Regions from separate parts of the Mus musculus genome. Here region 1 is linked to region 2. Evidence: chromatin contacts called from public Hi-C data. All regions are on one chromosome and are shown on one strand. The core of a region is the stretch at or near the end of the contact, and the rest is flanking DNA. Distances in the headings are between cores, read along the strand shown.

Region 1 (5,845 bases), core at 2,035-4,534, 35 kb before region 2:
CTCTTAACTGCTGAACCATCTCCCCAGCCCCTCATTTTTTTTTATTGTATTGTATGGGTACTTTGCCTGCATATATGTCTGTGTACCATGTGCATGTCCAGTGCCCAGGGAGGCCAGAAGACAGTGGATCCTTGGTGTATGGACAGATGATTGTGAACCACCATGTGGGTGCTGGGAATTGAACCTGATTCCTCTGAAAGGGCAACAAATCTTCAGACTCTCCCTCCCTCCCTCCCTCCCTCCCTCCCTCCCTCCCTTCCCTTCCCTTCCTTCCTTCCTTCCCTCCTTCCTCCCTTCCTTCCCTCCTTCCCTCCTTCCCTCCTTCCTTCCTTCCTTCCTTCCTTCCTTCCTTCCCTCCCTCCCTCCCTCCCTCCCTCCCTCCCTCCCTCTCTCTCTCTCTCTCTCTTTCTTTCTTTCTTTCTTTCTTTCTTTCTTTCTTCTTTCATATAGGGTGGATTGCCTTGAACTCTTGATCCTCCAGCCTCCCCTTCTACAGTGCTGGGATCACAAGTTCATAAGTGTGTGCTGCCATACCTGCTTTATGCAGAGCTGGGGAGGGACCAAGACTTCCCTCGTGCTTAGTAGGAACTCACCAACGGAGCTACATTCCCAGCTCCCCTCTTAAACCCAAACTTTTTTTTTTTTTGGTTTGTTTGTGTTTTTGAGAAAGGGGTTTCTCTCTTTAACAGAGCTGGCTGTCCTGGAACTCTGTGTAGCCTGGGTTGGCCTCAAACTCAGAGACATCCACCTGCCTCTGCCTTTCATGTTGGGATTAAAGAGACATATATCACCACCTCCCAGCTGCTGCCGCCTCTTCTTCTTCTTCTTCTTCTTCTTCTTCTTCTTCTTCTTCTTCTTCTTCTTCTTCTTCTTCTTCCATTCTTCTCCTCCTCCTCCTTTTCCTTTATATATATATATATTTTTTTAATTAGGTATTTTCCTCATTTACATTTCCAATGCTATCCCAAAAGTCCCCCATACCCTCCACCCCCACTCCCCTACCCACCCACTCCCACTTTTTGGCCCTGGTGTTCCCCTGTACTGAGGCAGATAAAGTTTGCAAGTCCAATGGGCCTCTCTTTCCACTGATGGCCAACTAGGCCATTTTCTGATACATATGCAGCTAGAGTCAAGAGCTCCGGGGTACTGGATAGTTCATATTGTTGTTCCACCTATAGGGTTACAGATCCCTTTAGCTCCTTGGGTACTTTCTCTAGCTCCTCCATTGGGGGCCCTATGATCCATCCAATAGCTGACTGTGAGCATTCACTTCTGTGTTTGCTAGGCCCCGGCATAGTCTCACAAGAGAGAGCTCTATCTGGGTCCTTTCAGCAAAATCTTGCTAGTGTGTGCAATGGTGTCAGCGTTTGGAAGCTGATTATGGGATGGATCCCTGGATATGGCAGTCTCTAGATGGTCCATCCTTTCGTCACAGCTCCAAACTTTGTCTCTGTAACTCCTTTTTTTCTTTTTTCTTTTCCTTTTTTTTTTTTTTTAAAGATAGAGTCTGGTCCTGTAGCCCAGGCTGCCCTGAAACTCATTATATAATCCATGCTGGCCTCGATCTCACAGCAGTTCTCCTGCCTCAAGCCTCCTGAATGCTGAGATTTCAGACCAAGTTCTGGGAAGGATCCTTAGAGATATTTTTATAGGAATTTTTGGTTTTTGAGACAGGTTTTTGTTTTGTTTTGTTTCATAGCCTTGGCTGTCCTGGAACTTGCTCTGTAGACCAGGCTGGCCTCCAACTCACAGAGATCTGTTTGTTTCCTGAATGCTAGGATTAAAGGCATGTACCACCCCACCCACCTAAACTTCCTTTTTATTTATTTATTATAAATAAATATTATTTATTATTTATTTTATATATTTATTATGTCTCTGTGTATCTCTGTATTTCTCTCCCCCTCCTGTGTGTGTCCTCTGTGTCTGTCCATTTGTGTGGTTGTACAGGTGTCACAGCATGCATGTAGAGGTCAGAAGACAACTTGAGGGAGTCTGTTCTCTGTCTCTATGTGGGTTCCAGGAATTGAACTCACATCAATAAACTTGGCAGCAAGTGCCTTTATCCACTGAGCCATCTCACCAGTCCACAGAGTGAAAGGGTTCATAGTTCTGTTGGGAAAAGGTAGTGTTGTTAAAGAGTTTCTGACCAGTCAACCTTCTGTCTAGCCAGCTCACCCCAGCCTGGCACACGACCTTTGACCACATGCCCAAAAGCCAAATAGCCCAGATCTGGTGTCAGGAGTGGCGTTGAGGACATACATAGTCCTGGCCCTCAAAGCATTGTGGTCACATGGCTCGCTCAAGGCTGAGCCTGGCAAGCTGAAAAACCTGTTGGTTTGAAGGTCCCAAGTGAACATTCCAGAGAAAGTTGTGGGCGGGGCAAAGAAGGGGGTCAAGCTCCGTGGCAGGACTCTGGGGGTGGCATGTTGGGGAAAGGTCATTCCAGAGCTGCCCACCCTTTCCCAGCTTGTGGGCCAAACCAGGGAGTTTGCATTGGTTGGCTTCGCAACTCAGATGGGCTACTGAGCCAGAGCTCCTAGACCCCGGGATTATACTGAGATGAGCCTAATCCTTATTTCCTTTTTCTTTCTTTCTTTCTTTCTTTCTTTCTTTCTTTCTTTCTTTCTTTCTTTCTTTCTTTCTTTCTTCCTTCCTTCCTTCCTTCCTTCCTTCCTTCCTTCCTTCCTTCTTTTTTCTTTTCTTTTCTTTTCTTTTCTTTTCTTTCTTTTTAAAAATATTTTGACTTATTGTGTGTCTGTATATGTGTAGCCGGCAGTGTGGAGTCAGAGGACAAGTGGGGATCAGTTCTCTCCTTCCGTGTAGGTCCCAAGGACCGAATTCAAGGCATCCGCTGAACCATCTCTCTCAGTCCATTCTTATTTTACACTGAAGGAAACAAAGAAATGGAGAAAGGCGGAAGTTACCCAGCTCCAGTCACTAGTGTGGCTCAGGTTGGATTCCTTCCCAGATTTCATTTAGGGCCCTCTAGACCCAAAGAAGTGTGGTGTGTGTGTGTGTGTGTGTGTGTGTGTGTGTGGTATGCGTGTGCATGGCAGGCTGGGAGGTAGAGACACTGCACCCTGGCGGCGACCGGGAGTCGAACGGGTTAAGGCTGGAGGCAGCGAGTGTCTTCCTAACCGCACCTGGCTCAGTATCGGTCACGTGGCCAGGGTTTCACCTGCCCTGCTGGGCAGGGACAATCAGGCCGCTTGTTCCCTAAGCCGGTCGCCATGGTGACAGGAGTGTGCCTGGGGAGGTCACAGGGGCAAATTCCTGCCTGCTGGTCCGGGTGTGGCAGGGGCATCAGCTGGATTGTAGCTTGTTTAGGAGATTCCCGAGGGCCCCTGGAGGTTCCCGCTGGGGCTCAGCCTCCCAGGGGCCCCCCCAGTGTGGCTTCCCACCTTGCCACCTGAAGTCCTGTTTCTCCATCTGCCTGGTGTCTTCCCAAATTTTGAACCTAAGCGGATTAATCTGTTGATGCTTTCCGTATACATTGGCAGGCATGGCACCCCAGGCGCAACAACTCCAGATGGAAGACATACTATTACCCCTCAAAAAAATTCTACAAAAAAAACAGATGAGGAACAAAAGGAAACAACTTCAAAGGAAGGAGGCAGCCATGACACGCCAGCCATTCCAGGCCAGGCACAGCTCATCAGCCACAGCGGGCCAGGCACACTACCGCAGGCGCGGTACAGCAGCCAAACCACGCCAGGCTCAGCACGGTAGTCACAGCTTGTCAACTACATCACGCCAGTCACAGCACACCCGGCACATCACGCCCAGCACAACACACCAGGCACAACACACCGGACACACCAAGCCAGGCAAACCGTACCAGGCACAGCATACCAGGCAATCCAAGCCAGGCGAAGCACGCCAGAGACACCACACCAGGCAAACCACACCAGCCACACCACGCCAGTCACACCATGCCAGGCACAGCACCTCAGGCACAGCAAACCAGAGACACCATAGCAGGCCCAGCACTTCAAGCACAGCACACCAGGCACATCAAGCCAGGCACAGCATGCCAAGCTTGCCACACAAGGCACAGGACACCAAACACAACACACCAGGCACAACACACAAGCCACAGCATGCCAGGCACAGAATGCCAGGCTTGCCACACAAGGCACAGGACACCAAACACAACACACCAGGCACAACACACAAGCCACAGCACACCCGGCACCACTCAACAGGCACAGCGCAGCTGGCACGGCGCACCAGACACAACCAGCCAAGTCCACGCTGCGTCTACACTTGCTTTAAGGTAGTAGCAATCTGCTCTGCTTGGGAAAAGCCTTTCTGAAGGTTATAATCCTATCTTCTCTGCCTGCAAGCTCGAGCCTTTGTTAATTGAGGATCTACTGTATGCAAAGGTCCGAGGTGCAAGAATCCTTGCCAGTTCTGCTCCAGATGGAGCAAATACCAATACTTAAAAAAAAAAAAAAAAAAAAAAAAACAAAACTTCAAAGCATAGAAGCGGACCCAATCCTGGATCTTCTAAGATGGCATATCTGAAAGAGACGGTTGAGTGAAAGACCTGGAGGCTGAGGTGAGAAGGATTTGACTACATGAGTGGGGTTGCGGTGGAAGAGAATGTTCTAATTGCTTCTCGGCCTTTTGGCTAAGATCAAGTGGAGAATGTTCTAGAAGCCAGAACACCATGTACAATGGTGAAACCATCTAATTATTTTTGAGATTTCCATACATGCCTTAGGCTGACTTAAACTCTTTGGGGTTTTTTGTTTGTTTAGATTTGTTTTGTTTGTTTGAGACAGGGTTTCTCTGTGTAGCCCAAGCTGTCCTGGAACTCACTTTGTAGACCAGGCTGGCCTTGAACTCAGAGTTTCTCCTGCCTCTTGAGTGCTGGGATTAAAGGCATAGGACACCAAGCCAGAGCTGGGCATGGTGGCACACGCCTTTAATACCAGCACTCGAGGGGGGGGGCCGGGGTGGCAGAGGCAGGCAGATTTCTGAGTTTGAGGCCAGCCAGGTCTACAGAATGAGTTCCAGGACAGCCAGGGCTACACAGAGAAACCCTGTCTCAAAAAAAAAAAAAAAAAAAAAAAAAAAAAAAAAAAAAAGACGCCAAGCCAGGTTGTCTCAGAAAACAAACAAACAAAATAGGCAGGAACAGTTTATTTTGACTCAGGATTTAAGGGTTCATCTCGACAGGAAAAGCATGGCCACAGGAGCTGGTTCCACTGTCAGGATCCACAGTCAGGAAGCAGAGAGAGATGGATGCTGGTAACCAGCTCACTGTCTCCTTGTCTCCTGGGGTCTGCAAGACCCCAGCCCATGAGATGGTACCATCCACATTCAGGGTGGATTCAGGGTGGTCCAACTGGGTTAAAACTCTGGAAACATCTTCGCAGACACAACGTGTCTCCAAGATGATGCCAACCCACAATGCATTGCACTCATCAGCAACAGTCCTCTCCTAGGCCCTTAAAAGTTTATGCCTGCCTCCATATGTAAAACACGCTTAGCTCATCTCCATCAGTCTGCGCCACCTCAGACCCTTGTTAAAGACAGGCTCACAAATAGCCAAGATTGACCTTGAACTCGCTATGCAGCCTAGCATGATCTTGGACTCTGGATCCTCAACCTCTCTAATGCTGGGATTACAGGCATGTGGTCTGGAACTGTTTGTTTGTTCGTTTGTTTGTTTGTTTGCTGTATTTATTTTGTTTTTATGTGTATGGGTGTTTTGCTTACATGTGTGTATGTGTGAGCCTGGTACCCATGGACATCAAAAGGAGACATTGCAAGCTACCATGTGGGTGCTGGGAGTTGAACTCAGCTCCTCCTGCTAGCCCTTGATCCTCCTCTG
Region 2 (6,168 bases), core at 1,373-3,872:
TCTTTCTGTCCTTCTCTGTCCCTTTCTTTCTCTGCCTCTACTCCCTCTTCCAGACCCCCTTCCCAGGTCCCAAATAAACTTCCTTTTATACTAGACCTATCCTAGGGCTGACCTCAGGGGAATGCCTCATCACTGGCCCACTAAGGCACCCCTCCCGCCATATCATACCGAATTTTATAAAAATCACATCAACTACCACCTCTGCCTGGCGCAATCTGGAGTTCTAATCCTCTTGACCCTATCTGTTGGCTGCTGGGATTGCAGGTGTGCCACACCACAGTCAGCACTGCTGGGAGTGAGAGCCAGGGTCTCCTGTGTGCAGACACATCCTTAGCCCCCTTCATTTTTACTATTCCATTTTGGTTTGGTTTGGTTTTTGAAGCAGAGCCTCTCTACATAGCCCTGGCTGTCTTGGAACACTCTATGTAGACCACACTGGCTTAGGAGCACAGAGATCCACCTCCCAAGTGCTGGGATCAAAGGTGTGTGCCATTAAGCTTGGCTGATTCTTATTTTTTATTATTACTTTTGAATCTGACCACACACACACACACAAGTTGTGCACGTTGCTGGAGTGGAGCTGAGAGTTAGAGCTCTTGGCCAACAGGTGAGAAGCTCTGGGTTCAGGGTTCAAACCCCAGCATTAACAAACAAACAAACAAACAAACAAACAACAAACGGCTGGGCAGTGGTGACTTAGTTTTTTAATCCCAGCAGAGACAGGCCAGTCTCTAAGTTTGAGGCCAGCCTGGTCTACAGAGCAAGTTCCAGGATGGCCAGGGTTACACACCTGCCATGAAAAAACCCAAACCAAACTAAACCGGCAACAAAACTCAAAGGACCCCAACCATCAGCAAAGGGCAAAGCCCGAGGGCAGATCCAGGGGCATCGTGTGATATTTCACCCTCTGGATTATCACGGGTGTCACGGAGACTTCTGCGGTCGGCCGTGGCTTTCCTCTTAGGGTTCTTGGAGAGGGTCTACCTGGCTCTAATCAGTTGATGGTTCCCTCTCTCTCTGCTGCCCTAGGGCTCAGGTTTCTCCTTCCAGCTTCCTGGACCTCTTAGGGCTATTTGAGAAGTAAAACAGGTTGGGGCAGACGGGCGTGAGTTAGTGAGTGGGCCTAGTGTGGAAGCCGGGTTTTTGTTAAGTTTCCTGGTGTCTGTCCTTTACAGCAGGGTAGTGAGCACCTAGACCTCCCGCCGATTGCACTTCCTGCACATTCCCTGACCCTTGCACTTCCTGCACATTCCCTGACCCTTGCGCGTGTCTTCTGAATACTGAACCTCCTGCATGCTGCCTGCCCCACTGTGTGCTTACACTGCGTGTGCCTACTGTATGTTGCCTTCCTCCTGCTTGTGCCCTGTGCAAACTGAGTCTAAAGCAGATGGGCCTTGTTCTTGCGTGACAGGGTGTTGTATTCTCACCCAGAAAGTCCATAGTTCTGGGTGTGACCTGACTCTCCCGTGGGGGGGTACATTGGGAAGGTGCGAGGTGAGAGCGGCCAGGTCAGGGTGGAATCGGTTTTTCTCTCAGTCAAACCTGGTTGGTGCGCTACTCTGGGGTAATTCCCAGGTAGGCTCTTAGGTGTCATAGATCAGGTGAGGGAGGGGTGAGTCACACCTGCCTCCCCCTCCCCCTCGGGAGAAACTTCTCTCTCCCCAGGGCTAGGTTTCACTAAGTCGTAAACAGGCCCTGCCCAAGAGATCTTTCTTCCGGTCTCGGCCAGATCCAGTGTAACCCAGCCTGGGGGCTGCCTGGTTGCCTAGTCAAGGGAACGTCCTGGTCCCAGACTAGATCCCTGAATTCCTTGGCCCACTCTAACCCCCTTCTTCGTCCCCCTGGGCTCCTTTTTCCCCTAGCGAAATCGCAGTCTCTTTCGCTGCGGAGCTTTCATTCTCCCTGGGGAATTTCGGGGAGATGGCTTGAAGGGGTGAAGAAGCAGGGGGCTTGGTGAATGGGCCTCGTGTGAGGCCAGGGTTTTCTCCCTTTTTTAAAAGATTAATTTGGTTTCATTTATGTGAGTGTTGCCTGTATATATGTGATGTGCATAGCGTGCGTGCCTGGTGTGCTGGCAGAGGTCAGAACGTGGACTTCACATCTTCAGGAACTGTAGTCAAGAACTTTATGGGTGCTGGTGTTTCAGAGTAAGGTTAGCTGGCCCAGTTTGCTTTCAGTGGCTTTTCCTAGGTGAGCATGTGGGCGGGGCCATCCATGCCAAAGTATCCCTGTGGGCGGAGTTTCCCTGTATGTAAGTAAGCCATGTTTTTGACAATATTGCAAGCAGGCCTATCAAATCCATTAGGAGAATGTTGGCAAGGCCATCTAGTGTCTAGATGAGGCAAAGGTGAGAGTGTGGGCGGAGCTTCGGGTCCTGAAGTGAATCTATAGGTGGGGCTCTCCATCCATCTCCAGCATGTGGGCAGGGTCTCCGTCTTTTAAGGGGTGGAGCTGCTGGGCCGATACGTAATTTTACAGCCCTCCTAGTGGCTCAAACAGTTCCTCTTTCCTTTCCGCCACTAAGGCGCACACTTATCCTCAGACAGACTACATCAGGACCGGCCTGGGAGGACTCTTTGAAGCTAGGTCCTCAGGGTGGCAGTATTTCCACAAGACCAAGCAGAGGTGGTGTCGTTGTGTGCCGGGGAGCAGTGAAGTGCCTCCGCACGTGAAGGGGCTTGCAGCTAAGACCGGGTTCAGTTCCCAGAAATCACAAGGTGAAAGAAGAAAACTGCAGTAGGTTGTTTTCTGACCTCTACATGCGTGTCATGGCATGCACACCACACACACACACACACACACACACACACACACACACACACACACGCACGCGCGCTCGCGCGCGCGCAAGTGGGCCAAGCTGCAGGAACGCTCACCTCCACTAAGGGGTGTTCTTGAGCCTAGGTCCACAGCTCCCCACCAGGAATGGACAGGCCCTTCTTGCCATTCAGTCTCCTGGGACCTCATACTCCTGCCCCAGAGTGGCCTTCTCAGACTATGTCACAACTCGGCTACACTTGCTGCTCTCTCCGCAGGCTCCTAAGGTGCACTGGACCTCGTCTAGTTATCCTGCCGGTCAGCGCGAACCCGGGGCAGGACAGATTCAGATCTCCAGTATTCCACAACTGTTAATATTTTGCAAATGTAAAAAGAAACCCACCCGTAGTTCTCTACATGCGCAGTCAATTTGTAGGTGCCTTAGCAACCTGTTCTAACGCCCGGTGCCTCTCCTTCCAGTGTTGTTTGAGATTTTCAAATTTTCTATCAAACCTTGTTGGACACTTTATGGATGCAGTTCCCACTAGCAAACAGAAGAGGGCGACGCTAGCAAGAGCTATTGCAGGCTCAGGGCTAATCTAGCCGCGGAGCTAGAGATTGCTGCTGGACAGAGAGTTGAGGCTGATGTGAAAAGAGTGGCCTGGGACAGGAGGTAGTGATGCCCCGACTGGAGTTTCTTTGTTTTAAGATTTTAAATTTGCCTGGAGTAGTGGCACACACCTTTAAAGCCCCGCCATCCCACCACCACCACACACACCCTGACTCTGGGTCTCTAAGAGTTCAAGTCCAGTTTGGTCTACATAGTGAGTTCCAGATCATCCAGGTCTAAATAGTGAGATGCTGTCTCAAAATTTTTTATTTGTTTGGTGGTAGTGGTGACTAAAGCAAGGGTCTCATGAGAGCTAGGTAGGCATTCTATTGCTGAGGCATATCCCAATACCTGCCTTGCCCCTTTTTGAGACATTTCTCTGTGTAGCCTTGGCTGTCTGAGAACTCACTCTGTAGACCAGGCTGTCCTTAAACTCAGATATCCACCTGTCTCCTGAGTGTGGGGATTAAAGGCATGTGTGATCACTGCCCAGTTCCATCCCTATTTTTAAAAGACATAACCTACATTTAAATGTACTTTTGTTGTATTTTCAATTTTATAGGTATAGATGTTTTGCTTGCATTTATGTATGTATGTATGTATGTATGTATGTATGTATGTATGTATGTATTTATTGGTTTTTCAAGACAGGGTTTCTCTGTATAGCCCTGGCTGTCCTGGAACTCACTTTGTAGACCAGGCTGGCCTCTAACTGAGAAATCCCTCTGCCTCTTTGCTTGCATTTATGTCTTGCACCAGGTGGTGTGTGCCAAGGGCCCTTGGAGGACAGAAGAGGGCACTAGATCCCTTGCAACTGGAGTTAAACAGAATTGTGAGCCTCCATGTGGGTGCTGACACTTGAACCCAAGTTTTCTGAAAGAGTATCTGGTGCTCTTAATCACTAAACCATTTCTATGGCCCCTCTATCTATCTATCTATCTATCTATCTATCTATCTATCCATCCATTCATCTATTTATAAGACCCATCTTATTACATAGCTCTGGCTATCCTGGATCTCACTACGGAGACCAGGCTGGTCTCTAATTCCCAGAGCTTGGTCTGCTTCTGCCTCTCGATTGCTGGGACTAAAGGTATGTGCCACCACCGCCTGGCTCAGTTTTTAAAATGTATGTACATTTGTGTGTCCGAGGGTGGGTGCAGGACCTACAGAGATGAGACAAGATCATTGGATTCCCTAAAGCTCAAATTGCAGGTGGTTGTAAGCTGTCTGACATGAGTGCTGGGAACAAATTCAGGTCCCCTGTAAGAGCACTGTGTGGTCTTAACTGCTGAGCCATGTCTTCAGTCCCCTGAGGTCTTTCCTTGGGGCCTTGTATTTCTACTTTACTAGAAATTCCCTAGCCCAGCAACACCATCTTCCGCAGGTGTTGTATACTCTTGGTGCCTAGACATGCATGCAGGCAAAACACTCACTCATATAAAATAAAAAATATTCAGGGCTGGAGAGATGGCTCAGCGGTTAAGAGGACCGACTGCTCTTCCGAAGGTCCTGAATTCAAATCCCAGCAACCACATGGTGGCTCACAACCATCTGTAATGGGATCTAATGCCCTCTTCTGGTGTGTATGAAGACAGAGACAGTGTACTCATATATATATATAAAGTAAATCTTAAAAATAAAATGTTCTAAGCATTGGGATTGGGCATGTTTAACGGGGAGTGTGGTAGCGAAACAGAATTAAACCTGGAGGCTTACAAACATCCATCAGAAATCCAGGGATGTCCCTTTGAGGCAGTCAACTGAAGTTCCGGATACCTTAGAGGCCCAGCCAGAGTGCAATATTTCCCTGAGTAGGCAGGAGGGGGCGGGCGGGGAGAGAACACTTCCAAGTAAAAAGAAATTAGCAGCCCAAAGGGGTGACGTCATCAGGAAGTCACAGCATTCTGCAGAAACTGACAGGGAGGCTTGAGGCAGTGAGCTGGAGTTCCCCTGGGGCCGAGCTTGAGGTTTCTCTCTCTCCCACTGTAGCATTTTTCATACCTTGGGATAACCATTGGCAACAATGTTTCCTTTCCAGCCATTGTTAAAGATACTGGGTTTCAACTTTGGGGGATGATTAGCTATTGTTCCCTCTCCCTAAAGGGGCAGCGATAGACAGGGGCAAGGCACAGACATTGGAGGCCACTTGACATAAACTTGTTTTAGTCCAAAGTGAGGGCTAGTCCCGTGGCGATAGCACACGCCTTTAATCCCAGCACTTGGGAGGAAGAGACCCGCAGATTTCTGAGTTTGAGGCCAGCCTGGTCTACACAGAGAAACCCTGTCTCCAACTCCCTCATCCCTCCTCCAAAAAAGTGGTAGGTTGGCCTGCTGGTAGAGGCAGCTTCAAATTGTTGCTGCTGCTTGAGAAAAGGTCCTGAGCTTACCTTTTAGACCAGGTCGACCTCGAACTCGTAGAGATTCATTTGCCTCTGCCTTCAGAGTTCTGTTTGTTTGTTTGTTTGTTTTGTTTTGTTTTTCCGAGACAGGGTTTCTCTGTATAGCCCTGGCTGTCCTAGAACTCACTTTGTAGAACAGGCTGGCCTTGAACTCAGAAATCCGCCTGCCTCTGCCTCCCAAGTGCTGGGATTAAAGGCGTGCGCCACCACCGCCCCCCCCCCTGCCACCGCCCCCAGAGTTCTGGGTTTAAAGCTATGAACCACTGTGTCCAGCTCAGAGCCAGCTTCTAAGCGAGCTCAAATAATAAATGACAACTTTCCAGTATAAACTACTTACAATACCGGGTGTAGCTCAGTAGTAGAACACTTTCCTTCTGTACTAAAGCTCCTAAATGTAAT

Evidence for each region. A called contact is a pair of places that touch in the nucleus more often than the background predicts.
Region 1: a Hi-C map of embryonic stem cells shows a contact between it and region 2, with 1.6 times the contacts expected there. The contact joins the promoter of Wbscr25 here to the enhancer-like site in region 2. A contact is called at or near these places in 6 of 39 promoter capture datasets (the 3T3-L1 cell line, 3T3-L1-derived adipocytes, the C10 cell line and 2 more), 5 of 15 datasets of contacts at CTCF or cohesin (the G1E-ER4 cell line, the NIH/3T3 cell line, embryonic stem cells and 1 more), 43 of 484 Hi-C or Micro-C datasets (the Ba/F3 cell line, CD4 T cells, the G1E-ER4 cell line and 15 more), 17 of 115 datasets of contacts at active chromatin or transcription factors (the HPC-7 cell line, the SCID.adh cell line, embryonic stem cells and 5 more) and 2 of 9 other capture datasets (adipose tissue and pancreatic islet).

What each region holds. Positions count from the first base shown.
Region 1 is chr5:134,998,789-135,004,633 of GRCm38.p6, reverse strand. Wbscr25 (Williams Beuren syndrome chromosome region 25 (human)) reads left to right here and starts at 3,284. Exons shown (of 5, transcript NR_026907.1): 1 at 3,284-4,564. It overlaps LOC115490310 (a small nuclear RNA gene), which reads left to right and starts at 4,617; the gene lies at 4,617-4,799.
Region 2 is chr5:134,962,840-134,969,007 of GRCm38.p6, reverse strand. No RefSeq gene overlaps it. Among named protein-coding and RNA genes, the nearest start is that of Cldn4, 19 kb to the right of the region's middle. Within about 2 kb of position 2,622, at least 146 of the 459 cell types and tissues checked have an H3K27ac peak or open chromatin away from gene starts, as enhancers often do. A contact at or near this core is called in the G1E-ER4 cell line, Th2 cells, adipose tissue and 10 more, where this site is marked.